Regions from separate parts of the Rattus norvegicus genome. Here region 1 is linked to region 2. Evidence: chromatin contacts called from public Hi-C data. All regions are on one chromosome and are shown on one strand. Each heading gives the region's core, a stretch centred on a gene start, on an enhancer-like site or on the middle of the called end of the contact. The rest is flanking DNA. Distances are from core to core; before and after follow the strand shown.

Region 1 (4,643 bases), core at 1,328-3,827, 55 kb before region 2:
CTTTTTAGGCTCCAACTCCCTCTTGGTTGGACTAAGTTTTCTTTTTCCCTGATCATTTTTTTGGGGTGTTCTCTCCAATTTGGACTTTTCTTTCTTCATCTGAAGAGGAAATCAAAAAGCCTGATGAAATACCAAAGATTTCTATCCTGCCACACATACTCCAGAGGCAAACTGACATAGCCAAGTGAGCTACTGCAGCTAGGCTGCTGTCACAATGGACGATCAGTGTCTGGAGTCACCACCCCCCAGCCCATGCCCAGAAACATGCCCAGAAAGCCAACACAGTGACCATTTTTAAAATAAAAAGATAGGGTCATGAGGTAAACAACAACTTCTTTTAATGCCTCCTCATTAGTTTTAGACAGCAGCACTGTCTGTCACTGTCGCCATGAGATGGGAGGCGCTATACATCACCTTCAATAAACCAGCTTGTCTTACACACCTCAGCCTCAGCAGCGATTTCGTACTTGGATTTTTTGCCCGGCATAGTTCGAATCAGATCCAACAGGCCGTCTTCATCAAGGATTTTTGTTCCCAGAGCTGCTGCCTGTTGATTGAAATACAAGTCATCAGAACTGCATCGAAACAGTTCTTTCTGTAGCAGAAAATCATTTTAAGGCCTACAGTATGAAGAAACACACTGTTAACTAAGTAATGCTGTAATTTACTTTTAATTATTTTTAAGATTTATTTTATTACTTTGGATGTTTAAGTGTTTTGCTCATATGTATGTCTGTGTACCATGAGCATGCCTGGTACTCAAAGAGGACTTCAGATCCCCTGGAACTAGAATTATGGACAGTTGAAAGTGCCATGTGGGTGCTGGGAATTGAACCCAGGCTCTCTCCAAGAGCAAGAAGTGCTCATACCTGCTGAGCCCCAACACTGGAATTTAAAAGAAAAAAAAAATCACCTCAAAATTATCAGTAAAGATGAAATCCAGTAATGGATATATGAATTATGAAAGAGGTTATAAAGCTAGTTTTCCTAGTTTCAACTCTGTTGATGGTGGCACAGGCCTTTAATCCCAGCACTTAGGAGGCAGAGGCAGGTGGATCTCTGAGTTCAACATCTACAGAGCTGTTCCAGGACAGCAGGGCTACACAGAGATCAAAAAAACAAAACAAAAAAACAAACAAAAAGGGGAAAATGTAAATAAATAAATAATCAATACTGAAAGCACTAAGTTCGTTGTGGCGCTCCGGCTTCAGAAGGGCTATTCTCACTGCACAAACGCTCCTATGAGATAGACAGGGTAATGCCACTACACAACACATTTGCAAATTCTTTACCGTTTAAAAACAACCATTAAAAAGAAATGGGACTAAGGATGTGGCTCAGTGGCTAAGAGTGCTGGGTACACAAGCGAAAGAACCTGAAATCAAATCCCCAGTGCCTACATCAAAAGCTGGGTACAGCTGTGTATGTACTTCTAACTGCAGCTCTACCAAGGTGGAGACAGAGGTGGCTTCCTGGACACTGGCCTTGGCCCAGGTTCAGTAAGACTATCTCAAAGGAATAAGGTGGAGAGTAACAGAAAAAGATAAGTAACATCCTCTTCTGCCCATTGCTCCAGCACACGCACGCACGCGCGCGCGTACACGCACACACACGCACACACACACACACACACACACACACACACACACACACACACAGAAAGAGAGAGAGAGAGAGAAATGATTGAAAGGCAAGGAAATACAGATTTTGAGACCTACTTGAACTATGAAGCAACAACGTGGCAAAGAATTTAGATAGGAGAGAGAGAGGAGAAGATCAGCCATGGCACTACATTCCTATAATACCAGGACGAAGGAAACAGGTAGAAGGATCCAAGAGTTTAAGACCAGCTTAAGCAATGTGGCAAGATCCTTTTCCTCAAGGAATGAAGGATTAAAGATGTATTTCAGTGTATCTAGCATGTACATGGTCTGGGTTCAATGTCTAGCACAGACAGACAGACAGACAGACAGACAGACAGACAGACAGACAGACAAATAAGCAAGCTCCTTAAAGATGGTATTTTAGGGCTGGCGAGATGATTCAGCGGTTAAGAGCACTGACTGCTCTTTCAGAGGTCCTGAGTTCAATTCCTAGCACCCACATAATGCCCATCTGTAATGGGATTCAATGCCCTCTTCTGATGTATCAGTGATGGTGTACTCAGATAAATAAAATAATAAATAAATTCTTTAAAAAAAAAAAATGGCATTTTAGTTACAGTTCCTACTATGAGAAAACACATAACCAAAAGCAACTTAAGGAACTTGCTTAAAGTATGTCACTGAGAAAAGGGAGAAAGACAGGAGCTCAAACAGGGCAGGAACCTCAAGGCAGAAACTGATAGAGGACGGCTGCTTACTGGCTTTCCTCTCACAGCTTGCTCAATCTGCTTTCTTATAGTCCCAGGACCAACAGCCCTGAGGTGAGAGTGAGCACCACCCCCAGTGAGCAGGGCCCTCCCACATCAGTCATCAATCAAGAAAATGCACCTCAGGCATATCTAGTGGGGCATTTCTCAACTGAGGCTCCCTCTTACAGAATGACTCTAGTTTGAACTGACATAAACTAGCCAGCACGAGTGAGTGCAGACCAGAGTGGTGTGGCATCATTACTTCTGTGGCTCTCTTTACCTTTGCTCCCTAGGAAGGAACAAAGTCAGGAGAACCAAAGTCCAGCTGTTCCATGCCCTCTTACGACTGACTCGTGTGGCAATCATTTCCATACCCTCTGGCTAGCAGGACTCAGTATGTCCATCTCTGAGGGATACTGACTTGGAGCAGCACCCCCAATCAGAAGCCATGTCAATCAATGAGGCAGCATCCTGGAATGCTGCTGGGACAGAGCCTGTAAGACCCATCCCAGCTATAATGACCATCCCCAATGCTCTATTTCCTGCCTGGCAGACAGCTACCTCACAAGCACAAGGCCAGGCTTGATGCCCATAAGGCTGACAGAGGTTGTGGCTGGGACTCTCTGGGTTAAGCTCCTGAGCTGCTGAAACATCCTAGCCAGTGACTACCACCTTGTCAGGGCAAGTTAAACCAATTAGTCAGGTATCGTATAACTCTACTACTGACCTGCTTCTTCCTCACACTTCCAGTAATGAAACGGTAAGATAGGATCTATAGCGGTATGTATCAGAAAACTCAGAACTTAAAAAAAAAGAAACTAAGTTTGTATGTTAAAAAATTTTAAGTTTTAAATTAGAATATATAAAGTCAAGTAAACTGCAACTATGTTTCCAACTGAGTAACCAAACTGCTTGAACCAAACTTCACCTTGAAGTAAACTACTACAGTAGTCCCAGCAGACAACACAGCATGTGGGATGCAGAGAAGACAAATCTGTAGGGTGAAGGCCAGGGCAGTACCGCAGTCACACTGCCATACTGCAGCAGGCAGGCCCTGTGAGAAGAGGTAGCGGAACCCACCTTGTCACTCTTGGACTGCCCGCTGTCCCGGCCCATGACGAGGTAGCTGGTTTTCTTGCTCACGTTTCCTGTTACTTTCCCCCCATAACGTTCAATTAGAGACTTGGCTTCTTCTCGTTCGATGGACTCCAGCACTCCGGTGATCACGAACGTCAGGCCCTCCAAGCAGTTTTCAGCTCCCTACAAAACCGAGAGAATGGAGCAGAGAAGAAATTGTAAGGACGCTTTTTCCAAAGGAACAGTGGCAGCCGAGGCACCAGCCATCATAACAACCCCAGCAGGAAACCTGGCTAGGAAATTACAATGGAGCTTCAGTGAACCCTGGGGTGAATCCTGTTGAACTCCTTACATAGCTAACTTTGAACAGATATCAAAAGAACAAAGAGAACATACTGTTGGCAAACATTCAAATTGCCTGCTAGTGCCCTTCTCCACTTTCCACATTTAAATCAGTGATTAGTTCTGCACCTCTAAGTAAACAATCAAATGTACCCAGCCCACTGACGCCTGCTGCTGCGGCTGAAGCCAGCTTTGCTTCTGGAAAGCTTATCTAGTATGAGCTCTCCCCACTCCCTCTGAGAGAAAAGCAGAGAAACTGCTAGAAACATAAAGGTAGGAATGCATCACCCACGCCCCCTGGAAAGATAACAGCTAATCTAAGAGCTGACCAGGCTTCTTTCCTCCTAAGTCTGAACTGCAACTCTCTAAGGTGACAAATTTTTAGTTTTTATAATAAATCAGCTAAATTAGACACCCAAACAGATTACATAAGGAGTACACGATATGCTGTGCTCCTTATTACTCTGACCAGAACTGAGATTGGTAAAAGAGGAAAGTTTTGAAAAGAAGTTAAACAAAGCTCGACACATACCCCAGCATCGGCCTGATCAGTCCCCTCCACATAACGAAGCTCCTGCATTTCAAAGCCAACCTCCTGTGTCCTGAGTGTTCTACCTCCCCTGTCCATCCTCCTTTATCTTCAGAAAATGGCAGGCCTCCCAAGGGTATCAACCAAATATGCCATATCAAGTTGCAGATAGGCAATATGTTAATATTTATATTATTAATATTTTTAGCCTTATATTAAGGCTGGACCAGGCAACTCAGTACGAGGAAAAAGGTCCCAAAATCTGACAGAAGAGTCAGAGACAGCCCCTGCTCCCTCCAGTCACTGCATCAGTGTCTCCACTGTTCTACTCATCCTGTTCTT
Region 2 (4,301 bases), core at 491-2,990:
TCAGTTTCCATCACTCACATGATGGTTCACACCCATCTATGACTCCAGTTCTGTACTCTTCTGACCTTCTTGGGACCAGGACTGCATATGCAGCACATACATGCATGCAGACAAAACACTCATAATTTTTTTTTAAGTTTTTCCAAACAGGATTTCTCTGTGTAGCCTTGACTATACCGGAACTCACTCAATAGAGCAGGCTGGCCTCGAACCTATAGAGATCTGCCTGCCTCTGTGTCCCAACTGCTGTGATTAAAGGCATGCGCCACCTATAAACTGCAAAGGAATGACTGGAGAGATGTCTCAGTGGTTAGAGTACTTGCTGCCTTTCAGAGGACATGAGTTCAACTCTAATTCCAAAGGGTTCGACACCCTCTTCTGGCCTCTGATGGCACCGGGCATGTATACTCACAGAAATATATTCAGGCAAAATATACACACTACAAGTTAAATAAAAATTTAATGAACTTGGGGGCTGAAGAGATGGTTCAGTGGTTAGCAGTGCATACCGTTCATTGCAGAGGTCCTGACTTCCATAAATAACACCCACAGCAAGCCATGCAAAACCACCTGTAACTCCAGCTCCAGAGGGTCTGACACCCTCCTCTGGCCAACATGGGCCCTCAAACACATGTATGCATACACAAACACAGAGACACACATGACTAAAATAGGAATAAATCTTTGTTAGAACAACACTTCAGATGAATTTCTAGAAGGTATTTAAAGCAAACAACTCACACATAATCCAGAAAATAAAAAGGCTGACTCCCGGTGGCTACCATCACTATCTTCTCTCCCCAAGAATTAAAAACAGAGCTGAAATTTTTTCCAATTTGGTATAACACTTTTCTCCCTTGAATGCTGGTGTTCTGACAAGCTTAATAATAAAAGTATATATACATGTATACTTATGTGTGTGTGTGTTATATATGTGATTGTTAAATATCTTGTGGATTAGCTCAACATCTTCAGTTGTTCTGTATGTTAAAGATGATTTCAAACTTGTAACTATCTCCTATGCCAAGGACTATTTCACTTTCGATCTATTTAATGTTCACTACACAGAATTATGTATTGAAGTTGGAACAGAGGGTTTTTTTAAAAAACTACTTTTTGTAACAGGTGATAAGAGATGACAACTGTCAAATACATAACGTCCGTGTTTTTTATTCCTGGTAAACCAGGTTATCCGTTCAAGTCCTATAAATTATTCTAAACAAAGTAAAACAACTTCCTTGTGTCATCAGCTCTCTAAACGGCTGAGACGTACTTCAGGAAGCTGATTAAACCTGAAGGCCCGAGCAACTTCTCCCTGAGAAAGGCAAGCGTCACATTCTTCCTCGCAAAGCTTGAAGTCACGACTTAAGGAAGCATTCCAACAGAGATTTGGTACAATGCTGGACACGAAAGTAACTTTTAACGCCCCGTCCAAATTCTTCTTCCTCCCTTCCCCGAAGAGTCGGGAGGTGGGGTGTGAAAGTGCCGCGTAGCAGCCACATCCCTGCACGCTGCGTCCCTGGTGCGCCCCGAACCCTAAACGGGGCCCCTCGGAGCACTCTGCATGGTCCTCCCCACCCAGCACCGCGGCGGCGTCCCGTTCACACCCCGCCTGCAAAGTCTCTGTAGTTGCACCGCCTCCCGGGTGGCTCACCATCGCAGCCCCACGACCGAACAGGAGCAGGTGGGCAGGCCCGTGACTGGAGGGGTATCCGTTATCGCCGCTCGGAATACATTGGCGCCAACAACTTCTCCCGCGAAGTAGCAGACGCTCAGGCGGCGCGCGGTGATGACGTCGGAGGCGCGCTCCCCGCGGCCCCGCCCCGAGGCGGGAGTTGCGCACAGCCTTGGCAACAAGAGGGTTGCTAAGTCTGTAAGACACTGAATACGTGAGCGATCCTAACAGAGACGCCCAGTTTGGGATCTGAGACTGACTTCCTCTAAGGCGGGTTCCCAGGTGGCTTCCTTCCCCTCCCCGTACACGTGCTGCAAAGGCAGTCCTCTGTAGCGGCTGCCAGAAGTGGACGAGTCTTTTTTACTGTCTTTTCCCCCAGAGCGGAGAACCGAACCCAGGGCCTTGCACTTGCTAGGCAAGCGTTCTACCACTGAGCTAAATCCCCAACCCCTCTTTTTTACTTTTTATATATTTATTTATTGGAGATGGAGTCCACGAGTAGTAGTCAAAGAAGAGCTTTCGGGGAGCCCTTGTCTTCCATCGCGTGGTTATATGTTTGCATTTAAGGGACTGTTTACATTAAAGGAATATTTTTGTTTATTGGGGAGGAGCTGTTTTCTGAGACAGAAGATCATGTATTCCATCCTGGTAAACTATGTAGCTGAGGATGACCTTAAACTGATTTTTTTAACTGCCTCCCAAGTGCTGAAATTTCAGATATATGCCAACATTCCTGGTTTACGCAATGCAAGGGATCAAACTCAGAGCTACTGTGAATGCATGCAACCGACTGGGCAAACCCCAGCCTCAATGGCTTTGTTCTAAAACTACCAAGCTAAGAAAACTAGCCCCTTAATTCCTTCCTAAAGCTTCATTCAGTCACTTAAAGAATAGTGAAATCTTTGAAGCCACTACATACCAAGATACACCCCCACAGGAAAACTAGAATCAGGAAAGATTTAGGATAAGCAAGTCTCAGCAGGGAGGGAGGAAGTAGGCCTGCCTCCACCACCCGGCTGCTGGGATTACAGGGGTGGGGACTCACATGGGCCAGTAAGCTTCCTGTGAGTAAATAAGCAACTTGGTTGTGGAATAGAAAGTAACATTCACATACAACTTCAAGAGAAAACATGAGATTATCAAAGAATTTAGTGACGAGGACAGTATCCAACTTTGGCCTTGGCTTTGAAATCTTTTTCTAACCACTTCTTGTTGGGTCTTGTCATTTTGTGACACATATCTACAGGGAAAGGCAATAAAGCCTTCAGGAATACAAGAGTTTTTTGGTTTTTTTTTTCTTTTCTTTTTTTTCGGAGCTGGGGACCGAACCCAGGGCCTTGCGCTTGCTAGGCAAGCGCTCTACCACTGAGCTAAATCCCCAACCCCAAGAGTTTTTATTTACTAGGTGTCTATCGCAACATGATTTTGGTTTGGTTTTTTTTAAAATTTATTTATTTATTATATGTAAGTACACTGTAGCTGTCTTCAGACACCAGAAGAAGGCATCAGATCGCATTACAGATGGTTGTGAGCCACCATGTGGTTGCTGGGATTTGAACTCAGGACCTCTGGAAGAGCAGTCAGTGCTCTTACTGCTGAGCCATCTCTCCAGCCTGATTTTGGATTTTATTTATTTATTTATTTTTCCTCTTTTTTCGGAGGTGGGGACTGAACCCAGGGCCTTGCACTTGCTAGTCAAGCGCTCTACCACTGAGCTAAATCCCCAACCCCTTATTTTTTTTTTTTTTTTTATAGACAGGATTTCCCTGTGTATTCCTGGCTAGCCTTGAACTCAATATGGATTCACCTGCCTCTGCTTCTCCAAGTCTGGGATTAAAGGTCAACAGCACACCCCGCATTTTTTGTAACATGTACCCCACATGCACCTTTGCACTGTTCCAAGTTAAAATTCACCAACAATAGTAATCCCCAACTTAGAAACATGTGAACTGTCACTGGTGAGAAGGGCTTCCCTGCGCGTGGGTCCCTCTGTGGCAGTCATTCTGTTACTGCTCTACTGTGTAATGGTTACGTGACCACGTGACCATAGAGAAGTAATTATTTATTCATTTTATTTATATATGAGTACACTGTATCTATCTTCAGACATACCAGAAGGGGCATCAGATCCCATCACACATGGTTGTGAGCCACCATGTGGTTGCTGGGGATTGAACTCAAGACCTCTGGAAGAGGGGCTGGGGATTTAGCTCAGTGGTAGAGCGCTTACCTAGGAAGCGCAAGGCCCTGGGTTCGGTCCCCAGCTCCGGAAAAAAAAGAACCAAAAAAAAAAAAAAAAAAAAGACCTCTGGAAGAGCAGTCAGTGCTCTTAACCATTGAGCCATCTCTCCAGCCCTATACATAATTTTAAAAATAAATCTTTTCCAAAATAAAATAAAACCCTTACTTTAGTTATGGTTTCTATTGCTGTGAAGAGACACCATGTCCAAAGCAATTCTTTTTTTTTTTTTTGGTTCTTTTTTTCGGAGCTGGGGACCGAACCCAGGGCCTTGCGCTTCCTAGGCGAGCGCTCTACCACTGAGCTAAATCCCCAACCCCCAAAGCAATTCTTATAAAGGATATTTCATTGGGGCTAGTTTACAGGTTGTGTCCATTATCATCATGG

What was found. Hi-C and Micro-C count contacts between places; a contact is called where the count stands out from the background.
Region 1: a contact with region 2 is called in a Hi-C map of kidney, with 2.7 times the contacts expected there. The contact joins the enhancer-like site here to the promoter of Rfc1 in region 2. A contact is called at or near these places in 3 of 12 Hi-C or Micro-C datasets (kidney and liver).

Annotation. Positions count from the first base shown.
Region 1 is chr14:43,372,690-43,377,332 of GRCr8, reverse strand. It overlaps Rfc1 (replication factor C subunit 1), which reads right to left. Exons shown (of 25, transcript NM_053547.1): 11 at 3,434-3,613; 12 at 443-547; 13 at 1-99. Among named protein-coding and RNA genes, the nearest start is that of Rfc1, 55 kb to the right of the region's middle. Within about 2 kb of position 2,577, at least 10 of the 93 cell types and tissues checked have an H3K27ac peak or open chromatin away from gene starts, as enhancers often do. A contact at or near this core is called in kidney and liver, where this site is marked.
Region 2 is chr14:43,317,437-43,321,737 of GRCr8, reverse strand. It overlaps Rfc1 (replication factor C subunit 1), which reads right to left and starts at 1,740. Exons shown (of 25, transcript NM_053547.1): 1 at 1,655-1,740. The coding sequence starts at 1,657.